Regions from separate parts of the Pan troglodytes genome. Here region 1 is linked to region 2. A link is a contact called in public HiChIP or PLAC-seq data. All regions are on one chromosome and are shown on one strand. The core of a region is the stretch at or near the end of the contact, and the rest is flanking DNA. Distances in the headings are between cores, read along the strand shown.

The links. HiChIP or PLAC-seq counts read pairs in DNA pulled down with a chosen protein or histone mark.
Region 1: an H3K4me3 HiChIP or PLAC-seq map of stem cell-derived excitatory neurons shows a contact between it and region 2, with 14 times the contacts expected there. The contact joins the promoter of TNNT1 here to the promoter of ZNF784 in region 2. A contact is called at or near these places in 2 of 7 Hi-C or Micro-C datasets (induced pluripotent stem cells and stem cell-derived neural progenitor cells) and 1 of 1 datasets of contacts at active chromatin or transcription factors (stem cell-derived excitatory neurons).

Annotation. Positions count from the first base shown.
Region 1 is chr20:57,953,339-57,958,126 of NHGRI_mPanTro3-v2.0_pri, forward strand. TNNT1 (troponin T1, slow skeletal type) reads right to left here and starts at 2,967. Exons shown (of 11, transcript XM_016936854.3): 1 at 2,953-2,967; 2 at 2,626-2,652; 3 at 1,488-1,509.
Region 2 is chr20:58,439,395-58,444,556 of NHGRI_mPanTro3-v2.0_pri, forward strand. It overlaps ZNF784 (zinc finger protein 784), which reads right to left and starts at 1,317. Exons shown (of 3, transcript XR_001711932.4): 1 at 1,202-1,317.

The DNA.
Region 1 (4,788 bases), core at 1,717-4,216, 480 kb before region 2:
CCCACCCCACCCCTTTTATTTTTTTTTTTGAGATGGAGTTTCACTCTTGTTGCCCAGGCTGCCGTGCAATGACACGATCTTGACTCACTGCAACCTCTGCCTCCCGGTTCAAGCGATTCTCCTGCCTCAGCCTCCCAGATAGCTAGGATTACAGGTGCCCACCACAATACCTGGCTAATTCTTTTGTATTTTTAGTAGAGACAGAGTTTCACCATGTTGACCGGGCTGGTCTCAAACTCCTGACCTTAGGTAATCCGCCCCCCTCAGCCTCCCAAAGTGCTGGAATTACAGGCATGAACCACTGCGCCCGGCCCCATTCCCTTATTTTTATTTATGTTTTAGAGACAGGGTCTTGCTCTGTTGCCCAGGCTGGAGTACAGTGGTGTAATCATAGCTCACTGCAGCCTCCAAATCCTGGGTTCGAACAATCCTCCTTCCTCAGCCTCCTGAGTAGCTGGAATCACAGGTATGTGCCACTGTGCCCGGCTAATTTTTTAAATTTTTTTGTAGAGATGTGGGGGATCTCATTTTGTTACTTAGGCTGGTCTTGAACTCCTATCCTCAAGTGATCCTCCCAGCTGCCGCTGCGCAGGCAGAGGGCACAGTGTGTGCAAAGGCTCAGGGGTATGAAAGCACAGGCATGGCTAGAGAACCATGAAACGCTGTGTGTCTGTCAGTGGGGAAGGCAGATGCTAGAAAGGTCCGCTGGAGCCAGATGGGGAAGGCTTTGAATGCAGGCTAGTTGCTTTGACTGCGTCTTAAGAGTAGTGGGGAGTTGAGGAAAGATTCTGAGCAGAGGAGGGGCAGGGTTAGCTCTGGTGTTAGAAAAGTCTCTCTCGAGTCATGGAGGAGGATGAGCCACAAGCTGCAGGCAGGGAGGCCAGAGAGGAGGCTGGGGTGATGGTAAAGGCGCGAGGGGAAGAGGGACTACTGGGTGGAAAGAAGGAAACAGACTGGCTGGGCATGGTGGCTTGCGCCTGTAATCCCAGCACTTTGGGAGGCCGAGGTGGGAGAACTGCTTGAGGATAGGAGTTCGAGACCAGCCTAAGCAACATAGCAAGACCTCATCTCTACAAAAAGAAAAAAAAAAAAAAAAGCCAGGTGTGGTGGCACATGCCTGTGGTCCCAGCTACTCAGGAGGCTGAGATGGGAGGATTGCTTGAGCCCAAGATGTTGAGGCAGTGGGCCAGGATTGGGTCACTGCACTCTAGCCTGGGTAACAGGGTGGGGACTATGAGGACGATGAAGAAGAAGGGGAAGGAGAAGGAGAAGGGGAAGGGGAAGAAGAGGAAGTGGAGGAGGAGGAGGGAGGAGGAGGGAGAGGAGGGAGGAGGGAAAGGGGGAGGGAGGAGGAGGAGGAGGAGAAATGTTGACTGCTGTTTCAATTTCCTCCCTCCATCTCTGCCTTTCTCACACCTTGTCTCTGGGGGTAGAGGGAATATTTAGGAAGATGTATGACTGGGGCCCCCCACCCTGTAGGATCTCACCTTGGTTTGGGGCGTTCCTCTTCTGTTGGTGGTGGGGGATAAAAAGAGATAATTAGCAAGAGTTTAGAGGAGAGGGGCTAGGCCTGACACACCCTGGGGAGGGACCCCCCAAGCCTCGGCCCCTAGGAGCCCCGGGAAGGACTCTGGAGTCCAGTTCTGGAGGAGGGGGGATGGGGAGAAGAAAAGAGGGAAGGAAAGTCAGGGTGGCTGTAAAGGAGGAAGAGGGTCACACGCATCAGATATACATTCAGAACTGGTGTGGGGACCCCCCACCCCCACTGTCTGCATACCCAGGAGTGCAAACCCCCAGACCTTTCTCTATTTATATGCCCAGAGCTCCTGCTCTCCTCCATTAGGACCCAGCAGTGCAGGGGGTCCCAACCTCTGTCTTCATTCAGTGACCCCAGCGCTCTCTCCCCAGCTCGCCCCCTGCCCACCGCCCACCCCCCCCCCCCCTCCGACCTTGGAGACCCTGACTCCCAGCGCTAGCCTCCTCTGCAATCCTAAATTCCAAGCCCCAACCTTTGAATGTATATGGGGGAGAAAATAACAGACAAGGTTGGAGGCGAAGATAAGGGGGGACGGGGTGGTGCTTCTCCGCAAACATCCAACCCTTCTATAAAGATTCCTCCAGACTGGGGAAGAAGGCTTGGGTGTCGGTCCCTTTAAGAAGGAAGGGAAAGGGTTAAAGCCACTGCGGGGCCATTTCCCTTCCCGGCCCCGAGAGGGCGCAGGAGCTCTCAGGGGCTTAAAGGGCCAGGCCTGGGGGCGGGTTATGGGGGCGGAGGGAGGGAAGGGTGGTCTTGGAGGTTGGGGCCCGAGGATATCGGGGGTCCCCCCGGGCCCCCGACATCGGTCTCGGGAAGCGAAGCAGCCGCGGTTACCTGGCTCTGCCACCGGCTCCGGCTCTTCGGGGGCTGGGGAGGGGAGGGAGGAGCAGCGAGGGTTTGGGGAGCGAGGGGGGAGCGGCCACGCCCGGGCGCGGGAGGGGAGAGAGGGAAGAGACGTGAGAGGCTGTTAGAGGACCGGGAGCCGAGGCCGTCGGGAGCCCCATCCCGCCCCCTCCTCCCGGGCCCAGCGTCCCCGCCCCCCGCCCCCCCACCCCCCAGCTCCAGACCTGCGGAGTCCGGGACCTCACCTTCCTCCTCCTCCTCCGCAGCCTCCTCTGGAGATGGGGGCACAGAAGAGAAGGCGTTAGGAGCTGGGGGAGGGATGGGGGCGGTGGCCAGAGACCAGGGTTCCAGTCTCTGCTGGACGGGGGACCCTCTGGCCTCGGCTGCGATGGGCACGTTCCCCCTGGCGGTGCAGGGATGGCGCGAGGAGACGCGCCAGACCCGGAGAGGGCGGGCGAGGGCCCTCGGGCTGAGCCGCCCCTTCCCCGCCAAAGTGCCACACTCCTCGCCTCCCCTCCCAAGAGCTCCTGGGCGTGTCCCCATCCCATAGGGCCGGCCCACTCCCTACTCACCTTCCGGCTGCTCCCTGCGGACGGGTGTGGGGAGAGAGGAGGGAGAGGAGAGTTAGACCTGGGGTGGGAGAGCCTCTCCACCACTGCACGCCCCAACCCCTCCCAGTGCAGCACTCACTCCTCATATTCCTGCTCCTCGGTGTCCGACATCCTGGTGCGGCCTAAGGACCAGAGAGAAGAGGCCCAGTGGGGTGGGGCCCCAAGGAGGGGGCGACCTAGACTCCTGGGTGTGAGGGAGGAGGGGCTGGGGGCCTGGACTCCTGGATCTGAGGGAGAAGCAGCTGGGGCCTGGACTCCTGGATCTGAGGGAGGAGCAGCTGGGGCCTGGACTCCTGGGTCTGGATTCCTGGGTCTGAGGGAGGAGGAGCTGGGGTCTGGACTCCTGGGTCTGAGGGAGGAGGAGCTGGGGCCTGGACTCCTGGGTCTGAGGGAGGAGTAGCTGGGACCTGGACTCCTGGTTCTGGACTCCTGGGTGTGAGAGAGGAGGAGCTGGGGCCTGGACTCCTGGGTCTGAGGGAGGAGGGGCTGGGGGCCTGCCCTCCTGGGTCTGAGGGAGGAGGAGCTGGGGCCTGGACTCCTGGGTCTGAGGGAGGAGGGGCTGGGGGCCTGCCCTCCTGGGTCTGAGGGAGGAGGAGCTGGGGCCTGGACTCCTGGGTCTGAGGGAGGAGGGGCTGGGGGCCTGGACTCCTAGGTCTGAGGGAGGAGGAGCTGGGACCTGGACTCCTGGGTCTGAGGGAGGAGGGGCTGGGGGCCTGGACTCCTAGGTCTGAGGGAGGAGCTGGGACCTGGACTCCTGGGTCTGAGGAAGGAGGGGCTGGGGGTCTGGACTCCTGGGTCTGAGGGAGGAGGAGCTGGGGCCTGGACTCCTAGGTCTGAGGGAGGAGGAGCTGGGACCTGGACTCCTGGGTCTGAGGGAGGAGGGGCTGGGGGCCTGGACTCCTGGGTCTGAGGGAGGAGGGGCTGGGGGCCTGGACTCCTAGGTCTGAGGGAGGAGGAGCTGGGACCTGGACTCCTGGGTCTGAGGAAGGAGGGGCTGGGGGTCTGGACTCCTGGGTCTGAGGGAGGAGGAGCTGGGGCCTGGACTCCTAGGTCTGAGGGAGGAGGAGCTGGGACCTGGACTCCTGGGTCTGAGGGAGGAGGGGCTGGGGGCCTGGACTCCTGGGTCTGAGGGAGGAGGGGCTGGGGGTCTGGACTCCTGGGTCTGAGGGAGGAGGGGCTGGGGCCTGGACTTCTGGGTCTGAGGGAGGAGGGACTGGGGTCCTGAACTCCTGGGTCTGAGGGAGGAGGGGCTGGGGGCTGGATTCCTGGGTCTGAGGGAGGAGAGGCTGGAGCCCTGGACTCCTGGGTCTGAGGGAGGAGAAGCTGGGACCTGGACTCCTGGGTCTGAGGGAGGATAGGGCTGGGGGTGTGTGGGAGGGTGGGTGTGGACTCCTGAGACTGAGATGGGTTGTCCTGGACACCTGGGTCTGAGGGGGGAGGGGCTGGAGGCTTGGACTCCTGGATCTGAAGGAGGAGGGGCCAGGGGCCTGGACACCTGGGTCTGAGGGAGGAGGGGCTGCGGGCCTGGATGCCTGGGTCTGAGGGAAGAGGGGCCAGGGGCTGGACACCTGGGTCTGAAGGAGGATGGGCTGGGGGCTTGGACTCCTGGGTCTGAGGAAGGAGGAGCTGGGGCCGGGACTCCTGGATCTAAGGGAGGAGGGGCTGGGAGTCTGGACTCCTGAGTCTGAGGGAGGAGGGGGCTGGGGACCTGTACTCCTGCGTCTGAGGGAGGAGGGCTCAGGTCTGGACTCCTGGGTCTGAGGGAGGGGGCCGGCTGTCCTAAAGCATGCATGAGGA
Region 2 (5,162 bases), core at 67-2,566:
GCTCTGCCTCCTAAAGTGCTGGGATTGCAGGCGTGAGCCGCCGCGCCCGGCCCATCCTCCAGGATTCTGTTGTATCCTCATCAACGTTTCCTCTCCTGTCCAAAATATATCATGGATCCCACCTTTTCTCCTCCACCCTAGTTAAAGCCCCATCACTTGGCGCCTCCAAAATTGAAAAACCCAAGGGCATCTCTGTTCCTACTTCTGCTGGCTTGTAACCCACCTCCCAGGAATAGCCTGAAGGTCTTTTGAAAATGTAAATCAGATCAAGTCATTTTTCGCACTCAAAACCCTCCAATGGCTCCAAATGACTTATCCCAAATCGTCACTATAATATCTGTGGCGATGTAGCTCCACTTATCTCTCTGACCCCAGCTTAAACATAAGCCGGCACCCAGCTGACTTCTCTCGTCTAAATTTAGCTGCCCCACCCCCACTCTTGGCTCAATTTATAGAAATTGGCTGAATTTTTATTTCCTTTATAGAACAGATCACAGTAACTCTCCTTTATTGTCTCTCTGCTGTCAAGAGACTGCAGGCTCCAAAAGAACACAGCCCTTGTCTGTCTTGGTCACTTCTCTATTTACAGAGCCGAAGTAGGAGCTCAGTAAATGTTTGTTGAATGAATGAATGTCCTCAATTAGTCTAATTCTGAGTGGGGGAACGTGGAGGAAGTTCCAAAGTCACCTAGACCACCCACTTCTACCCCCAAATTCTCCCTTGGGCATTCGAGAAGCATCACTAAGACCCTTGAAGAATTATCCCCTACCCCAACATAGGTGCTCCAATCATAATCCCCCACGTTTTTCAGGGTCACCTTCCCAACCTTCCACCCTAGAATTAGCCCTAGAATTTATGAGGCCCCGCCCCTTACAAGGCTCCACCCAAATTATGCAAATTATCCCTGGTAAGCCCCCTTCCCTGGACCCAAACCCGCCCCACAAGACAACACCGTCCTCAGACTCCGCCCCCATCCAGGCACCGCCCACCACCCATAGGTCCCTCCCCACCCCGCCCACCATGGCATAGTCTCCTCTCCTGCCCCGCCCCTCGCGAAACCCCAAGAAGCCCCACCCCCAGGGCCATAGCACTAAATACCTCCCCCGCCCACCCCCTCATAGGCCACGCCCCGGACCCGCCCCCTACACTACGACCTCCTCCCACCTCGAGCCCCACGCCCAGGCCCCTTCCTTGCCCGCACCAGGTCCAGTGGCTCCTGGGATCGCGACTCCGGGGTCGGTGAGCTCGGACTCTGGGCCTCTGGGCGCGCAGCGGCCATCTTGTGCCCAAGCCCCGCCCCCAAGGCCAATGTTCGCTCTGAAAGGGGGTGGGGCTCGAACTGGCGTAAGAGCTACTGCGCAGGCGCAGTGCGGGGCTGCGAGGGGGCGTGGTGCAGCAGGGGGCGTGGCGTGGCGGGGCGTGGCGGCTGAGCCCGGGAGAATGTGAGTTATTCCCTCTCTAATTACCTGTCGGTCCCTCCGAGGGTACGCTCTGTTGGATGCCTGTAACACCCTGGGAACAAATCCGAACGTTCCTTCTAAACCAACGCAGGCCGACTCGAGGCTCTGGCTGTCAGGGGAACCTCAGCAGATCTGAAGAAGCTTTGCTTTGTTTCCACGGTAAACGTTTTTGTGATTACCTCTGCACTGCTCATGACAACGTAATGACGCCAAGTTTATAAACGTCGGTGTAGGCCGGGTGCGGTAGCTCATGCCTGTATTCTCAGCTACTCGGGAGGCTGAGGTGGGAGGATCGCTTGAGGCCGGGAGGTCGAGGAGGCTGCAGTGAGCCATGATCTCGCCACTGCATCCAGCCTGAGTGACAGAGAGACTCTGTCAAAAAAAAAAAAAAAAAAAAAGGCAGTGTAGAGAAAAATATTCAGTAAACAGCAACACAGGTGGTCCTGGGAGGACGCAAAAACCCGCAAGCTGATGTTATGTTTGGGAGGAAAGAGCTCAAAAACGCGGGGTTTTCGGCAGCATCAAGGACGGGGCTCTTCTTAGCTGCCCCGTTTAGTCATTCTGGTGGTGTCACCTTGGATAAGTCACTACACTTCTCTGGACCATTTCTCTTTCTTTTGTATAGCACTGTAGAAGCATTGTGACAAACCACTGAGAAGAGATATGGAAGAGTTTGGAAACATCTTTAAATAGTTTTCTTGAAAGGGCAGGACAGGAGATACTTAAACATGATCCTAATCATGATCATTTCATTCATAAATATATATGAAATTATATTTTGTGATATATTGGTATAAAATAAAGATAAACACCACTTAGGCTGAATTATCTCCTCCTCCTCCTTTCTTCTTCTTTTATAGAGATGGGGATCTTGCTGTCTTGCCTTGCCCAGGCTGGTCTTGAACTCCTAGCCTTAAGTGATCCTTCTGCCTTGGTCTTCCAAAGCTATATTTCCCCTCTTTTCTTTTGATTTTAAAATAATTTTTTTTTTTTTGAGATGGAGTCTCACTCTGTCGCCCAGGCTGGAGTGCAGTGGCATGATCATGGCTCACTGCAACCTCTGCCTCCCGGGCTCAAGCGATTATCCTGCCTCAGCCTCTTGAGTAGCTGGGATTACAGGTGCCCGCCACCATGCCTGGCTAATTTTTGTATTTTTAGTATATACAGGGTCTCACCATGTTGGCCAGGCTGGTCTCGAACTCCTGACCTCAGGTGATCCGCCCACCTCGGCCTCCCAAAGTGCTGGGATTACAGGTGTGAGCCACTGCGCCCAGCCTAAAATAAATTTTTAAATGTTGTGGGTCCCTAAGAGTATCATGGGCCCTAGGCACTGTATCTACTACTGTATCTAATGCTTAAGTCAGCTCTTTCTGTCCAGGTTTCCTAATTTGCAAAATGAGGGTGATAATAAAACCTACTTCACACAGTTGCTATGATGATTAAAGAAGTCATTATATATAAAGTATTTTGGACAATATATGGCACACAGCAGGTGCTATGAGTTAGCTATAATAATTACTACCATTTGGCACTCCCACTAGCAATAAATAGGGACCTTTGTTGCTTAACATTCCTATCAATATCTGATACTCAAACTTTAAAATGTTTGCTAATCTCTTGGGTGTGAAATAATTTCATTTCTTTTCTTTTTTTTGAGAAACAGCCCAGGCTGGAGTGCAGTGGCGTGATCTCAGCTCACTGCAACCTCCACCTCCTTGATTCAAACAAATTTCCTGCCTCAGCTTCCCAAGTAGCTGGGACTACAGGTGTGACACGTCATTACGTTATCGCAAGTGGTGCAGAGGTAACCACAAAAACCTTTACTGTGGAAACAAAGCAAAGCCTCTTCAGTTCCGCTGAGGTTCCACTGACTGCTAGAGCCTCGAGTCGGCCTGCGTTGGTTTAGAAGGAACGTTCGGATTTGTTCCCAGGGTGTTACAGCCCAGCTAATTTTTGTATTTTTGTTTTGTTTTGTTTTTTGTTTTTAGTAGAGACAGGGTTTCACTATATGTTGGCCAGGCAGGTCTCAAACTCCTGACCTCAGCTGATCGGCCCGCCTCGGCCTCCCAAAGTGCTGGGATTACAGGCATGAGCCACTGCGCCTGGTCTATTTCTTATTGAGAAGCTCTTTATGAAAAGAGATCATTCATAGCACCCAGAACTCATCCTCCGGTTTCCCTTTTTTGAGAGCTGGAAGTATGTCATCTCTGTATCCCCTCTGTACATCCCTATAGAGAAGGCATGTATATGGCTCAGTGAGTGTTTGGTGAATGAATGAGTGAGAAATTGAATTCATGCAGATAGAAGAACTTTGTACCAGAGCTTAAGGCTATTGAGTATTTTTTTGCCTTTTTTTTCCTCCCCACCCCCACTAAAGCTATTAAATATTTTCAGAGGAGAGCACTGTTTAGTGGAATTACCATAAGCTTTCAAATCAGGCAAACCTGGGTCCAGATCCGTTTATCCGCTTGCTGTGCAACTCTGGGCAAGCAATGTCCCCTCTAAGTGTCTAGCTGACATCTACAAAGTGGGCACCATAATGTCATTTGGCAGGGTTGTAGTTAGAATGCCACTGATTGAGAATGCCGAAGGTCTGTGTGATGCCTGGAACCAACTGGTGCTCAATAAATGTGGGTTCTGGCTGGGCTTGGTATTCTCTACTAAGAATACAAAAATTAACATGCACAGTGGAGCACGCCTGTAGTCCCAGGAACTTGGGGAGCTGAGGCAGGAGGATTGCTTGAGCTTGGGAAGTTGAGGCTGCAGTGAGCCAAGATCACACCACTGCACTCTGGCCTGGGTGATAAAGTGAGACCCTGTCTCAACAAATAAATAAACATAAAATAAAATAAATGTAAAATTTTAAAATTTAAAAATGAATCTGGGTTCCTTGCCTTTTCACCTGTTGTCTGGCTTCTGAGTCCCTCGGTACCTGGCATAACACTAACAGGCTATTGCGTGACTTGAGGCTAGAAGCCCTGCTACACGGAGCCATTAGACAATTGCAAGAAGATTTTAGCCGGGCGTGGTGGTGGGCGCCTGTAATCCCAGCTACTCGGGAGGCTGAGGCAGGAGAATTGCTTGAACTGGGGAGGCAGAGGTTGCGGTGAGCCAAGATTGCACCACTGCACTCCAGCCTGGGAGACAGAGCAAGACTCCATCTTAAAAGAAAAAAATAAAAAAAGAAAAGAAAATGCCAGGAAGAGTCTTGGACTTGGAATCAGATTTGCCTCGCTTCTCTCCATCTCTATCTTCCTGTAAAACCTGAGCACTTCACTTCTCCTCACGGAGCCTAGATTTCCTGCCTTTTAAAAGAAATTGGCTGATAGAATTAGCTAGATGGCTCTGCAGTTCCTCTCCCTTTCATTTTTCTATGTGCCCAAGAAAACTGAAAATATACATTCACACAAAAACTTGTAAACAAATGCTAGTCCTAACAGCCAAAAAGCAGAAACAGCCCAGATGTCCATAAACATAAACAACATGTGGTATATCCATAGAGTGGAATATTATTTGGCCATAAATGAATAAAATACTGATCCACATGACAACATGGATGAACCTTTAAAACATTATGCTAACTTAGAGGCTGGGAAGGGTGTGTGGTGGAAGGGGGGAATGAATGCAGGTTGGTTAATGGGTACCAACATAGTTACATAGAAGACATACTTTTTTTTTTTTTTTTTTTTTTTTTGAGATGGA